2 separate regions of the Mus musculus genome follow, and region 1 is linked to region 2. The links are chromatin contacts, called in public Hi-C maps. All regions are on one chromosome and are shown on one strand. Each heading gives the region's core, a stretch centred on a gene start, on an enhancer-like site or on the middle of the called end of the contact. The rest is flanking DNA. Distances are from core to core; before and after follow the strand shown.

Region 1 (2,939 bases), core at 432-2,931, about 11 Mb after region 2:
CTGGTCCAAGGCTGAACTCATACTTCCTGATATTTTCTTATAAACTGACAGACGTGTTGTAATGGGGTGATTTATTTGCTGGAGTCTGGTTCTATAAGGAAAAACCAGGGGGTTTCTAGAGCATCAAATTTTGTGCAGAAGTAGGCAAGCATTTGGGATGAGGCTATCTCAGAAAAAGCTACATTTGAATGAAATCCTGGGGGGCAATTATCCAGGTGGGAAGGGAGGAAGAGGAAAAAGGAATCCAGAAAACAGAATTTATTTCAAAGAGCCAACGAGTATTGTAGGGAGAACATTGTGGAGAAACTCTCTGAGGGCGTGTGCACACAGAAAATGATGGATAGGCCTAAAAAGGGGCCCAGTGCTGGAGCCTGAACACAGAGCCCACGCTCACAGCCCCAGAGCTGAAACCTTGGGAAAGAACCAGTGGTTGATCCTGGGAATCTTGCTGGCTTTGAGTAGGAAGAGCAGGGCACGAGGATCAGAGGGGTCTGTGGGTCATCATGAAGCAAATGATGACAGTACATTCTGGTGGCAGCATTGGACATGGAGAAAGGTACAGAGGACAGTGACCTGCTACAGACAAGGCCTTGTGTGGTTGGTGGTGCATGCTTGCAATCACTTTTATCCAAACACTGAAGGTAGACATAAGGAGAGGGAGATTTCAAAGTCAGCCTCAGCCATAAGAGAGCCTGTCTTTAAAAGGAGTGGAAGCGGCGGGTTAGGGTCCTGATAAGTCCTTGTGTGGGAGAGGAGATGGTGTACTCTGACCCCAGTTTCTGGCTTGGACAACTTGGGTTCTTCAAGAGCTTTCAGAGGAGGACCCAGGGGATGGCTTAAGAAATGACTGAGTCAGGTTTGACAAGCCTTGGGCAAAATGCCTGAGGCCATCTGGACAGAGTGAACTAGGTCTGAGATCTGGCTTGGAAGGACTACTGTGTATCATTTGGGGGCTGAAGATTGATTGGCCAGCTTCCTAGAAGAGTACGGAGGAGAAACAAAGAGATGAGCAGAACAGTGCTACTACAAAGACAATAGCAACAAAGTAAACCCTGGTTTAAACAGGGGTGAATGTTATCTGGTGGTAGGACATCACTGGCAACCTTTCAGTGGATGAGCAGCAGCAGCAGCCAATGAGCAGGGGGAGTGCAGTCAGACCGGTAACGAGGCAGGTCTATGTCTAAAGTTTGAAATGCTTCATTGGGCCAGGCAGTGCCTTTAAACTCAGAAGTTGGGAGGCAGAAGCAGATGAATTCTCTGAGTTCAAGGCCAGCTTGGTCTATGGTCTACGGAGTTCCAAGACAGCCAAGGCTATACAGAGAAATCCCAGTCTTGGGGGGGGGCGCGAAGAAAAAGCTTAACAGGCAGCTTGATCATCTTTAGAGAGGGCAGCAGTGGAGAAGGAAAGATGTTACAGAAGATGGAAGTGACAGAAAAAAAGTTGACCATTGGCAGAACGCAAACCAGGTAGTCAGTCGCCTCTATCAGTGCCTCTGTCCATGGTGCCTGCCCCTTCTAGCTGAGGTTATACAGGGGAGCCCCAGATAGAAAGGGTTGGCAGAACAAGGGCTTCCCTTTATACTACAACCGCATAGACAGTGGAGGCATCACCAGAAACCACTGTGGACATCCGGCGGTGCCTCCCGAGGACAGAGTGGTCCAGATCAGCGTAGTGCAGGCTCTGGAGGAGGTAGAGAGAGGACGGTAGTATGGTCTCATCAATCTGACCCCTTAGCTTGGAATCAAAGCTTTTTTTCTTTTCCCCACTGTGGGTAAAGGCGACTATGTAGCAAAGCCTGGCTTTCATCTTCCTGCTTAAACCTCCAGAGTGCTGGGATTACACTGCTGCTCCACAGCAACCTAGCTAGGCTGCTTTCTTGGCCCTCTTTCCTCCGGGATTCTGGCCTTTTTCCCATCCCCAGGCCCTTACCGGCTCCTGGTCCAGGTGGCCTGAGATCTTGGACTCCTGTTCTAAAGGCCTCTGTGGCTCAGCATTTATGACTGGAGCTATGTGGGAGGGAGGGACAGAACTGAAGGGTGAAGAGAAAATGACCAACTTTGTCTGCTCCTCGCAAGGACTCAGACTCAAGAACTCAGGGTTAGGGATTGTGCGGGTAGGATAGGGAAATTGAGTGCAGTTAATCTCACCAAATGTGGGTAGTGGTCCAGGCGGGGGCGGGGGTGGGGGCGGAGGCGAGAGTCTGTAAGGAAGTCCTTGAAGAGTCACCAATCTCGTCTTACTGGTTCCTCGGCCGCAGGCGGCGCCAATAAGAACTGTGCAAACTGCAGTCTCCGACCAGCAAAACAACTTAGGCTCCTCTGGAACCAGGTCCCGCCCACTCTCTGGGCTTTCTGACCTTTCAGTTTGGTTTCTGCAGCCTCGGTTCCCTACTCCAGCCTGTAGCCTAGCACCCAAGGGCTGACCTCTCACATTCTTTTAACAAACGCCAGGCCTCCAGACACTTCTTTTTCTTTGTAAAGGTTAGGGCTCTGCCCCACCTCTTTCCCCACGCCCTGACTGGTCACACCCTGTTTCAAGCCAGGCTCCGCCTCCAGTGCTCACCTGCGCCGCCGCCAGACCACGCCCGCGACTCCCAGTCCCAGCACAAGCCCAACGCCCAGGAGCGGAATCAGGACCTTGGGATACTCGTACCCTAGGGAGACCGCGAGGCAGGGAGAGATGCCGTGGTCAGGGGTACAGACAATAGGGTTCTACTAACTTTACCGCTCTGTAAGATTCCGCCCCGCTTTTTGTCCCGCGTGTGTGTCCAAATTAAGTGCCCCTGTGCATCTGGGCCTCGACCTACCGTGGGTAGATCCTGCAGGCCGGCAACCTGCCTTGTCCCCTAACACTTGAAGCACTGTGCGACTCTCATTCTCGTGGCGTCCTTTGCAGAAAAAGGTTCCAGAATCCCCGGCGCTCAGCAGCAGCTCTAGCC
Region 2 (2,985 bases), core at 476-2,975:
GGTGAAATGTAGCAATACTCTTGTCCTCTAAAGTCCCCACCCCACCCCTGACACCTGGCCCCATGAGCATTCCTCACCTGGTTGGGATGCAGACACACGCAATTAATGGGTGCGTTCACCTGGAAGATACGCTGACACTGCAAGTTCCGGGACCTGTGGGGAGTTAAGGTTACACATGGCTTCTAATGGATTTGATCCATGCCTCTACCAAAAGCCCCCATTCTCTGCTCAAAGGAGTTGCTTCTACCTTAGGAGAAATGGTTGTGAAGTTTAGCTCTTTCTCCACAAGCTTGAGGTCAGTGAAAAGGGAAGGAAAGTCTGGCCCCCTAGCCTCAAGGCAAGGCTAGCTCTCTGATGTAATTCTATTCTGCTTTCTACCTTCCCTCCATCGCCCGCTCAACCCCTCTTGCACTAAGACTAACTGATTGCAGAATAGCCTGCCCACAGACAATCCCCTGGCCTGCCCACTCCCCGGGCAGCCGTCCTCTTCAGCCCAACACACAACACCACCTGAGGTCCCAGATGCGAGCTGTGCAGTCCTCGCCACCTGTATACATCCAGCGACCATCCTCGTGAAAGCCCACTGATGCAATGTTCTTACTGACTCCGTCATAACTGATGATGGGGTTGGGGTTATTGGAGTTGAGATCATACATGCGGATATGTTGGTAACCTAGGGACACAGGGGGAATTGAAGCATGGGTGTGCCAGGTAGAACTACGGCCAGTAAAGGGTCAGAGGTCGAGAATCTCAGGTACCTGCAGCAGCAATCATGCTTCGGTCCGGAGTAATCTCCAATGCATTTACCTGCTGAGCATGTTAAGGATAACAGGAAGAGAACCCAGAGAGGGAAACCTTGGGGCTACAAGGCCATCAAGACCTCCACCACCTGGCCTGAGTTTCCCCAAACACATATCATTCATACTTAATTCTGGCCAGCACCATCCTGCTGCCAAGAGGAGGATACAGAGTCCTGATGCTGCACTGTTCGAGTGCAGATTCCACTGTGAGCCTGCCAAAAGCGCACCGTGTGGTCATAGCCTGCAGTTGCTAAGATGACAGGGTCACTGCCCACTGTGCCTGGGGTGGTATTCATTGTTTGATGGCTGGAGAAAAAAAATGAGACCTGCACTGGGCCAAGAGGTGATAAGTAAGGTCCAAAGGTCAAAACGTTTGGAGAGAAAAGATGTACGCATAACAATCTGCACACTACAGTGTACCGGTATTAACTTCACTTTAAAACTAAGAAAAATAAGAGTGTTCAGGGTCACGCTGACAGTCTCAAAAAAAAAGACTCCGGCTACTTTGCTCCCGGGAGAGTGTTCCTTCAGCTTCACCCTCACGCTTGGAGACGCCACCTCGCCAGCAGCCAGCAGGAGGCAGTCACACGCAGAAGGCCATCGCCCGGGCGCCGTCTCTCGCAAGGGTAGGCAACGCATGCGCATGGCGACTAAGGAAAAGCCCGGCACTGCTGCTGCTGAGCATGCGTAGTTGACCGGCACTGGGATCGGATGGGTGGGGGCGCTATCTGGCAGGACCCCCGCGCTCCCCAGTGCTCTGCACACCGCCCTGGCTCTGTGTTACCGGCCCGATTACCCCGACCGCACTCTCCTAGCCACCCAGTGGTCGGTAGCAGCCCTCATCCCGTGTCCCCCGTACCTTAACACACGCTCTGCACTCTGCCTTAGTCCAGGACGGCGAGGCGAGGAGGAGCTAGTCGATAGAAGCCGGGCCGAGCGTAGAGCTATCGATAGTAACTCCGGGCGAGACCATGGGTCCGGGGAGTGGGGGAGTTGAAAGGGATACCAGAGTTCTGAGACGAAGAACTCCAGAAGTGATCGTGCTCAGAATGGCCATCAGCCGCGACGCCACCCTTCAACTCACTGGGAACTACAGCCATGGTACTGCTGCCTATTTTCCAGACTTGGCTCCCAGAAGGAATTACACTGTCGTCGTCCCTCCACCCCCCGCAGACATACACAATCACCTACCCTACCAACCAAGCTAGAATTTCTAGGTAATGCAAAATTTTCAGATAAAAATCATTTTTTCTTTTCTTTTTTCCTTCCTTCCTAGCTTTTCTCTCTTTCCTTCTTTCTTTCTTTCTTTCTTTCTTTCTTTCTTTCTTTCTTAATTTCTTAATTTCTTAATTTCTCTCTCTCTCTTTTTCTTTTAGTATAGGCATATCTCAAACACTGTACTAAAAGAATTACTTTCTTACAAGAAGTTTGAATGCAACTGGGCAGTCTGTTACTTCTATTTGCTTTATCTGGTAGCCATAGTCTAGACCCTTTCAGCCTGATCCTGAGGGCACATAAGCTAGCCCAGAAACTCGTTTAAAACTGCAGACTCTCATGCCTCCATTTTTTAAAATTTTTAATAATACTTTTTATTTAACCCAATATATAAAAATATTCTTTTAACACATTCAACATAAATATTTTGTGCTTTTTTATTTTAAACTGAAATATAGTGTGCATCATGTTCTTGTGAATAGTTTCAATTTAGACTAGATAGATACATTACAAGCACTCAACAGCTTTATGTGTCTACTAAATAACATTGAACAGATAGGTGTAGAACATCTGATTCAAGAACAGCAAATTAGCCGGGTGGTGGTGGCGGCGCAGCCTTTAATCCCAGCACTTGGGAGGCAGAGGCATATAGGAGAGAATAATATTTATATTCCTAGCTGGGGAAAGCCTAGCTGGAATATAAATATTATTCTCTCCTATATTACATCCCAACTGCAGTTTCCTCTTCCTCCCCTCCCCCAAGCCTCTCCTCTCCTCTCTCCTCTCTCCCAGATTCACCCCACCACCACCACCACCAAGTACTTCCCCTCAGGAAAGAGCAGGCCTCCCAGGGACATCAACCAAACACACACAAGCTACAATAAAACCAGGCACATACTATCACTTTAAAGCTGAAAGAGGCAACCCAGCAAGAGGAGAAGGATCTCAGGCAGCAGAGTCAGGGACAGCC

Evidence for each region. Hi-C and Micro-C count contacts between places; a contact is called where the count stands out from the background.
Region 1: a contact with region 2 is called in a Hi-C map of B cells, with 7 read pairs. The contact joins the promoter of G6bos here to the promoter of Mlst8 in region 2. A contact is called at or near these places in 1 of 39 promoter capture datasets (cranial neural crest) and 1 of 484 Hi-C or Micro-C datasets (B cells).

What each region holds. Positions count from the first base shown.
Region 1 is chr17:35,062,756-35,065,694 of GRCm38.p6, forward strand. It overlaps G6bos (G6b opposite strand), which reads left to right and starts at 1,682. Exons shown (of 1, transcript NR_001462.1): 1 at 1,682-2,841. Mpig6b (megakaryocyte and platelet inhibitory receptor G6b) reads right to left here. Exons shown (of 6, transcript NM_001191012.1): 2 at 2,808-2,939; 3 at 2,564-2,654; 4 at 2,149-2,201; 5 at 1,931-2,007; 6 at 1-1,681. The coding sequence ends at 1,577.
Region 2 is chr17:24,477,353-24,480,337 of GRCm38.p6, forward strand. Mlst8 (MTOR associated protein, LST8 homolog (S. cerevisiae)) reads right to left here and starts at 1,726. Exons shown (of 9, transcript NM_001252464.1): 1 at 1,660-1,726; 2 at 968-1,106; 3 at 759-810; 4 at 511-673; 5 at 78-153. The coding sequence starts at 1,096.